2 separate regions of the Macaca mulatta genome follow, and region 2 is linked to region 1. The links are chromatin contacts, called in public Hi-C maps. All regions are on one chromosome and are shown on one strand. The core of a region is the stretch at or near the end of the contact, and the rest is flanking DNA. Distances in the headings are between cores, read along the strand shown. Region 1 holds the start of MRPL16 (mitochondrial ribosomal protein L16). Region 2 holds the start of PATL1 (PAT1 homolog 1, processing body mRNA decay factor).

Region 1 (4,484 bases), core at 545-3,044:
CCAATGCCCAGTGTCCCTCAAACTGCAGAAGAATTATATTAAACTCTCTGAATGATCTAGAAATGTCTTTCACTGGGCTTGACAGAGCACCCCTCAACCCTTGCCATTGAATAGAGGAAGGCATGAAAGTCACAGTACACCAACAACTCTATTAACGAAATCTTTATTATAATCTCCAGTCTCCACTTCCTGTCTTGGCTTTTCTAGTGTTTTTTACAGGCTGGCAGAGAATGGGCAGCTAAAAATAGCAAAGCCAGTTCCTACCACCTGCTGCATAAACTCTGCCTAAGAGGCCCAGCACCTCACTTTGAAATGTGGAGATTACCTTGTGGTCCCAAGCAAAACTGAGGCAGAAACAATCGCATTTTAACATCCTGTTATAAATGTAACATTGAGTGGTGTTTTTCACCTTTCATATTGACAAAGCTCTAGAAAAATTATAATATCCTTCTTTAGCAAGGATGTTGATCAAGAAAGCACTCTGATAAACTGTTCATGGAGGCCAATTTTGCACAACTATATAAAGTCAAAAGATTTAAAATGAACATTCCCTTTGATCCATAAATTTCTCCTTTTGAAAGTGCCCAAAAGAAATACAAAATAACAAAAATGTACAAGGATGTTTACTGCAGCATGGCCTATAACAACAGATTTGTAAATAATTTAACTGAGCAACAATAATTATTCACTATGATGAACACATTCATAGAAATACTTTAATATAACCAGTGAATACTGAGACAGAAAACAAGACTAATGGCATTGTTCTTTCTTCTTGGTCAAACAATTAAGGAGTTGATGCATTCTTTGCACCTGTCGATTTAATAGATGAGAACAGCTGAAATAGCTTTCTTGTAAAACTTCAGTAACTCTTCCAGTTGAGACTGAATTTATTTTACCTTGAAACCTCTGGAATAAGTGTAGACACATTAATTTTGCTCATGGCACTATGGTAGATGCTCAAGAGATGTTTGTTGAATGGTCAACTAGAAGCCTAGAAGCCCACCTTGACTTGTCCCACCTTTCTGATCCAAACCAATGTATTTCTTAAATGCATTTGATTGATGTCTCATGCCCCTCTAAAATGTATAAAGCCAAGCTACACCTCTACCACCTTGGGCACATGTTCTCAGGCCATGGTTGCTCATATTTGGCTCAGAATAAATCTCTTCCGATATCTTACAGTGTTTCACTCTTTTCATCAACAGTATTGTTCATTCACTGAGCTCTCTGGAATCCCAGACTGTGCTCAAATTCTGATGGTACTGTTTTCCTGTTGTATGACCCAGAACAAGTTAAATTATTTCAGCCTCAGGATGGAATCTGCAAAATCAGTATAATGACTTATCTCACAGATTCGTTGGCACGACTAACGAATGAGGTACTCAATGACACACTGCAATTGCCCTATAAATGTTAAACCATTGCCAAATCTGGTATTCTCCTAATGTCTTCGAGGGGTCCCCTAGAAAAAGGTCTCAAAGGCTGTGAATCATAAGGGACTACCTTGCTAAGGAACCGGCAGGCATTGACAGTTGTACTCCGCAGAAAAAATAAATAAAACAAAAAACTCCCCGCTCCGCCGCCCTCTTCTGGGGAAAAACTGGGGATTGGAAGGAGAACCCTAGAGGGCCAACGAGGCCCCTGGGCGTGGCTGGGCGGACAGCGCCTTTGACCGGCGGAACTCAACCTCCGACGGAACTCAACCTCAGTCGCTCGAGTTTCTTCCGCTTCCGTCGGGACTCCGCGAAGTGGACCGGAGTGAACACAACTTCCGGCCACACTGAGCGGTGTCCTGAGCTGATTCCAGCTAGCTACTAGAGCGCCGCTGCCTACCAGGGTAGAGGAGGGCGCTGTAGTCGCTGTGGGGACCTCCGCGCCGCCGGACGTCCGTGACCATGTGGAGGCTACTGGCTCGCGCTAGTGCGCCGCTCTTGCGGGTGCGCTTGTCAGGTCAGAAGTCCCTTTTGGTTCCTAAAGACTTTACCCCTCTTCCTCCCCCACCCTCTAGTGCTTTTCCTCTCTAACCCAAAAGGCGGCTCTGCATATGCTCGGTGAAGCACTGGTTAGGGACTACGCTATCCCACCGCTGATCTCCACCGTAGGGGTTCGTGCAAGAGGGTCACAATTGCGTCTGGGAGTCGGCCCCCAGAGACCCCGGCTGGCCTTCTGCGGAGCCTGAGCCTCTGAGCACATTTAGTGGAACTCACATCCCAACCTCAAGACTCTTCCGGCGGAAGTACTTTTGGGCCGGCTTGGTGGCTCACGCCTTTAATCCCAGCACTTTGGGAGGCTGAGGTGGGCGGATCACTTGCGGTCAGGAGTTTGAAACCAGCCAGGCCAACATGGTGAAACCCGTCTCTACTAAAAATACAAAAAAAAATAGCTGGGCGTGGTGGCGGGCGCCTGTAATCCCAGCTACTCCGGAGTCTGAGGCAGGAGAATCTCTTGAACGCGGGAGGCGGAGGTTGCAGTGAGCCGAGATCGCGCCACTGCACTGGGGCCTGGGCGACAGAGCAAGACTCCGTCTCAAAAAAATAAATAAGAATAAGAAGTAGTACCTTTGGCCCAGGTTGTATCGGGGTCCTGGCCTTGTTACCTTCGTCGTTTAACTTGGTTTGTCTTTGTAGATTCTTGGGCACCCCTCCCCGCCAGTGCTGGTCTAAAGACACTGCTCCCAGTACCAAGTTTTGAAGGTGAGAGCTTGCCTTTCTGCTGTTTGTAAATCTTTTCTCTGATGGAAACCAGGAGAGGGTGGGAGATGACATAGGAGTGTTCTTGTGTTTCCCGTCCCCGTTCACTCTTTCAGTAAATGTTTTTAGAGTGTACTGTCTTGCCAACCAATATTCTGAGCGCTAGAAATAAAGAACAAAGGAAACCAAAAAAGTTCCCTCCTCTTAGGGAGCAGCGTCTAATGATATAGCTCCCCTAACGCCTGCCACTGGTGTGTGGCCCGTGGTCCACTCAGCCAGTAGTCAGTTGGCCTGAAATCTGGATTTTTGGCGAGGCACGGTGGTTCACGCCTGTAATCCCAGCACTTTAGGAGGCAGAGGCGGGTGGATCACTCCAGGCCAGGAGTTGGAGACCAGCCTGCCAACCCGGAGAAACCCTGTCTCTACTAAAAATACCAAAAATTAGGGGGTAGTGCACACCTGCAATCCCAGCTTCTCAGGAGGCCAGTGCACTCCAGTCTGGGCAACAGAGTGAGGCTTTGTCTCAAAAGAAAAAAAAAAACTGGACTTTTGATGTTCTCTCCAAATAAGGTTCCATATATGCAGTCAGCTAACGATGTGTGAAAAAGCTCTGTTAAGATAAGCCACAATATTGTAAAACTAGTTTACTTTTTAAAAAAGAAATATACTGGAACCCTCAAAAAAATGAATAGGGTCTGTACATCTGAGGGTCTTCTGTACAGAACTGTTAAACCACTATATGTTTGGAAAGTACATTTGACTTGTAGGTGAAAGAAAGCATTACTAAGTTTCTCTGTAGCTGCATATAGAAGCTGAGGGGCAGCTTCTGAAACTCTGATAGTAATAATTTGATATTTCCTCAAACTCTTCTGTTTTGTATTTGTCTCCATTGTAAAGCCATACTTGGTTCACTTTATAAATTTTTAAAAATAATTTATATGTTAATTTTTTTCCCCAAATTGTCAAGGATGATAAAGATGTCACATGTCTGGCCTGAAGTTTTGTCCGCCCACCCAAACCTGGCACACTGACCTGTGCTGGTCTCAGCATGAAAAGTCCCTGCATATATGAGAGAAAGAGCATTGATTAAAGGATTCCTAGGTTGTAAGTTTCTCAACAAGAATGTGGCAGAGCTAGAGAACTTAGATATTTTTATGTACAATATTCTTCCACTACCCCCATTAACATCCAGAGAGGCAGAGAAATATGTGTATATATTTTTGTGACATGCTGTGTAGCTTTGCTGTTGAACTGGATGGCATAGACCAAATTTTAAGATATTTCTAGCCCTTGGGTTCCTCTTCTATAAAATGGAGATTAAAAATACTACCTGCCTAACGTCCCGTTTTTTGATCTGGGTAATAGTGATATGTGTTCATGTGTTCACTTTCTGGTAATTCACTGAGCTGTATATTTTCAGTTTGGCCCTTTGATATATCTGTGTTAAACTTTGACAAGTTAAAAATTTTTTTAAAGGGAGCCCTAAAAGAATATCAAGGCTATACAGTTGTCTTAAAGATTAAGCGAACTAGTGATTTCCAAAAAATCCCTGTTACAGTGTTAAGCACAGAGTTGGTGATTAATAAATGCATTTGGATTCAGAGGACAAAACTTTGCTATCTTTAAAGTTTTAGAAACATTTGCATTAGCCACTGTCATAGCCAGAAGATTCCACTGTCACTAAAAGCATCTGCAAAAATATACCTTTAGAATTACTGTTCAGTGGTAACTTTTAAGACTTGGCCGGGCGTGGTGGCTCAAGCCTGTAATCCCAGCACTTTGGGAGGCCGA
Region 2 (4,484 bases), core at 960-3,459, 94 kb after region 1:
TTTTTGTTTTGTTTTCGTTTTTGTTTTTTTTTGAGAGGGAGTCTGGCTCTGTGGCCCAGGCTGGAGTGCAGTGAGGAGATCTCAGCTCACTGCAAGCTCTGCCTCCCGGGTTCACGCCATTCTCCCGCCTCGGCCTCCCGAGTACCTGGGACTACAGGCGCCCGCCACCATGCTCAGCTAATTTTTTTGTATTTTTAGTAGAGACGGGGTTTCACCGTGTTAGCCAGGATGGTCTCCATCTCCTGATCTCGTGATCCACACGCCTCAGCCTCCCAAAGTGCTGGGATTACAGGCTTGAGCCACCACACCCGGCCTAGACGGGTTTTTTTGTTGTTGTTTTGTTTTGTTTTGTTGAAAATTTAAGACTTTTTTTCCTAATCTGTTGTTACTATTGATCTTATATAATGATCAGAAAACATTATCTGCAAGATCAGGGATCAGCAAACTCTGTAAAGGGCCAAATAGTAAATATGTTACACTTTACGGGACACACTGTATCCACTGTAACGACTCAATTCTGACTTTATAACATTAAAGCAACCAAAGACAATATGTAAATAAATAAGGTTGGCTGTATTCCAACAAAGCTTCCCTTACAAAAACAGGTGGCTGGCCAGATTGGGCTGTGGGCCACAGCCTGCTAACCCTTGATCTACATGGCACCAATTCTTTGGTAATTATTAAGAGGTACTGTTACTTAGTACTTGATATTTTATAACGTTCCATGCATGTTTGAAAACCAATATATCATCTTGTCCCTAGCCTCCTCCACTTCTTTAAAGTTCAGGCCTGGCCCATGTCAACATTTGCTTTTATCTTGGCACAGTGATTAAGACACTGGGCTTTTAACAATCAGACAAATCTCAGCTACTAGCTTTGCCACTCGCCATTGGGTGGTTGGAGGCAAACTACTTAATGTCGCTAATTCTCAGGTTCCTCAACCATAAACTGAGAAAATAACAGTACCTACCTCATGGGGAGCACATAAGGAAGGATTCAATGAGACAATCCATATAAAGCGCCTAGCAGAGTCCCAGGCAGCCTTCAATCGTTAGTAGTAGTGTTAACATCATGAAGCAGGTGTAATTATACCCATTTTACAAGAAACTAAGGCTTAGAGAGGTTTCGGTAAGTCGCCCAAAGTTTCCTAACCAGTGGCGAAGCACGAACTCCCACCCAGAACTTTTCACAAATTCAACGTTTCCCGTACTCAAACTGATGCAGATACACTAACATTTAGGAGATTTACTGTATGCCATTCCGAGGCGAGGCTGCATTTTAAGACGCCCAGGGAAGAAACGGATTGCGAAATCCACAAGAATTCACTCTTTGTGGTGCAAGTTTTGTCTGAAGGGAAAGGGGCAAGAAGGGCATGGAACGTGCTAGAAGTAACAAACCACCCAACAGAATACTGGAACCAGGGGTCCGCAGCTTCTAAGCTGGACACATTCCTCTCTAGGTTCGATCCTCTAAGGAAGTGGCGTCACCCAGCGGCGCATCCCGGCCCGAAGACCCTGCTGCTGCGTGGCCCGCAGCCCATGGCCGTGCTGCCCTTCAAGGCTCTGCAGCTCCTCGCGCCTGATGAGCCTGGCACCTAAAAATACCACCCTAGTTAAACCTCCCAGAACCTGTCTTCGGCATTTCAAAAAAAAAAAAAAAAAACGGGCGCCGTCATCGTTTAGAGCCACATAAATCACAGCCCTGACCTGCTGCGGATTCAGCAGGCGACGAGCCACTGAAAGTGGCGAAGAAGTCCGCCCCTTTCGAAGACGAGCAACTTTCCATTCTTTTTTCCCTGCGCAAGGCGCAGATCGTAACGTGGAGACCCCCGAGCAACCCCAAGAGTGAGTGGGACGTTGGAAAAACAGCCAGGGAATCTCCATGTTTCCCAGCCCAGGCTAAGCCCAGGATTCTTCAGAGCCATACCCTGTGACAATCACAAGGGTTTTCTCCGCCTCGCGGGTGACGGAGAACTCGTGACCTGCCCCTCAGCTCCAAGCCCAGCGCCTAGCGGGCGCGGAGAAAGAGGGGGCGGAGCTGCAAGCCCAGATCACCAGGCAGCAGACGACGGGCAGCGCGTGCGCAGTCTCTCGCCACGGGACCTCCTTCCCGCCGCTGAGACTAGGAAGCAGGACGCCAAATCTGTCCCTGCGCAGCCGCCGCCGCCGGGCGCCGAGCCGGGTGGCCGCCCTGCCTGAGGCGCGCCTGCGCACGTCTCCACGCACGCTCCGGCGTACGGCGGCGGCCAGGGGTCGCGAGCCGGTTGAGGACCCGCGCGCGGAGGAGCCGGGGAGTCAGCGCTTCTTCCCTCCCTCCCCCTCTCCCCTCCCCGCTCCCTGCCCCCCTCCCCAAGAATGTTCCGCTACGAGGTGAGCTGTTGCGACCGGAAGTGACCCCTCCCTCCCTCCCGCGCCCCTCTCCCTCACTCCCCCTCCGCACGCCGGTCCCGTGTTCCTGCGGGGCAGGGGGCGGGCTGGGGGAGTCGCAGGACTTAGCTGGACGCGACTGGCCTGGGGTCGCGGGTCTAATTCTAGGGCTGGGAGCTGGCTTCAGGGGTCGAGACAGTCCCATTAGTTGCCGCTGGGGAAAGTTGGCCTCCGTTTTGGGGTGGGGAGGGCCCGTTAAGTGCTGTAACCAGACCACACCCCCGCCCCCACCCCTAGAGGAGCCATCGAGGGTACAGTATTGCATCTACCCGGGTGCTTTTCTTGAGTAGGAGTCACCCGGGAATTCCCTGAGCCGAGTTTCCCGCCCTGGACCCGGAACCACCCCCCACCCACCTCCACTCGAATTACACTGACACACACCCCATTCACACAGGCTACCTTCAGGTCAAGGGGGCCTGGGCTTGCCGTTGGACTAGGGCCCCAGCCCGTTTACTAAAGAGGGCTCCGAGTTGGGAGGGGGGCGTGTCCAGCAGAAGTTCCCTCTGAGCTAGTGTTGGGCGACGTGGGTTTGGTGAAGGTCCCGGGAATGTAGCAATAGCAACAAACAGTGCTGACCCCGTCACCAACTCACTGTATGACCTTGAGCGACTCCTAATCTCTGGACGTAAACTTTCTGGGTTTGTAGCATGAAAGAACTGATGTAAATGATCCTATTTTTAATTGAAAAAGCAGTGATTTGGTAAAGTAGATCTTTGTGATTTGGAAGGGAGTGCTGCTGGAAGTTGCCTTTGATACGAAGGCAGCTGCATGCCTATTTGCATAAATTTGGAAGGGCTCTGGCAGGAGAATAATGCCCTTTGACCTAATCTTTCCTTTGTAAACAGGGTAGCTAAGAGGTAGCCAGGCAAGGTGTATCACAAACGTATCTACTGATCGACTATGGAATTCTGATTCCGAATTTTTGAAAATTGAGGACAGATATACTTAATAGGAATGATCCAAGACCAAACCGAAAGGAAAACTTGGAGAATAAATCAGTTGAGTAAAATTGAAGTGAAGTTAACCTACCTAGGATGTGGTGACCTCTAGCCTTTGTTCGATAATCTGTAATCTTTGCCTGCTTTGATCATCACAACTCTCTGCCATAGTTGGTATAGTCCCTGCATTACGATATAAGAGACTGAGCCTTACAGCCTAGCACAGAGCCTTAGACACAATAGGTTGTATAAAGGTATTTGATGAGCTAATTAGAAATTTTCTCAGTTGCCCATGTTCACACTGACTGTAGAAGTGGAGCCAGAACTTGAACTTGTCATATCACAGCTTTTCCAGAGTTCATTTTATTGTGGTTGAAGACCTAACTTTAATCACTAGAGTTTAGGCCTATAGGGAAGATAAAAAAGATGGAAAATGAAGACAAAGCTTTGAAAGGGAATAATAGTTGAAAACATGACATGAATATAATGAGAAAGATGAGAATTTTGCTAGAAAAGATACATAAAGATACAAGAAAATAAAGGGTTCATTATTAGTTGTCCTCACTTTTCCAACCAGTGTTATAAGGGAAGTTGTGGACTTAATTTCTTGGTTGCATGAGGAACTGCTGTTAGTGGATTCTTGATAAAATAGAGAAATGGAATGCTGTGAGGTGGGGCGAGAATTAAATAAGGAATAGGAAATAGAAAGTGAAAGAAAGCTGATGAAATCTTCCAGTGTCAGAAATTGGAAAGTAGAAAATGCCATCTTTACAAAAAGTCATAATGAAGCAATTATGTTCATTGAGAAGGTAAGATGAACATTTTTAGAACCTTTTTAAAATGAGGGTGTGAATTTCATGAATAACTAATGTCGTTCCTCTTTTTTTAGTCTTTGGAGGATTGTCCTCTGGATGAAGATGAAGATGCATTTCAGGGACTGGGAGAAGAAGATGAAGAGATTGATCAATTCAATGATGATACATTTGGGTCAGGTGCAGTTGGTAAGTGACATCTTTCTCTTATAATATCATCTTGGCTTCTTGCTCTTTTCAAGTGCTGTCTTTTAGAAGTGCTTTATCTTATTAGGGGTAACCTCATTCACTAACTTGGCAAGATATTC

What was found. A called contact is a pair of places that touch in the nucleus more often than the background predicts.
Region 2: a Hi-C map of CD4 T cells shows a contact between it and region 1, with 5 times the contacts expected there. The contact joins the promoter of PATL1 here to the promoter of MRPL16 in region 1. A contact is called at or near these places in 2 of 14 Hi-C or Micro-C datasets (CD4 T cells and fetal cortical plate).

The regions. Positions count from the first base shown.
Region 1 is chr14:14,072,736-14,077,219 of T2T-MMU8v2.0, forward strand. It overlaps MRPL16 (mitochondrial ribosomal protein L16), which reads left to right and starts at 1,795. Exons shown (of 4, transcript NM_001266431.1): 1 at 1,795-1,953; 2 at 2,631-2,696. The coding sequence starts at 1,899.
Region 2 is chr14:14,166,617-14,171,100 of T2T-MMU8v2.0, forward strand. PATL1 (PAT1 homolog 1, processing body mRNA decay factor) reads left to right here and starts at 2,210. Exons shown (of 19, transcript XM_001089844.5): 1 at 2,210-2,369; 2 at 4,254-4,365. The coding sequence starts at 2,355. It overlaps LOC144334204 (a long non-coding RNA gene), which reads right to left and starts at 1,940. Exons shown (of 2, transcript XR_013403786.1): 1 at 1,707-1,940.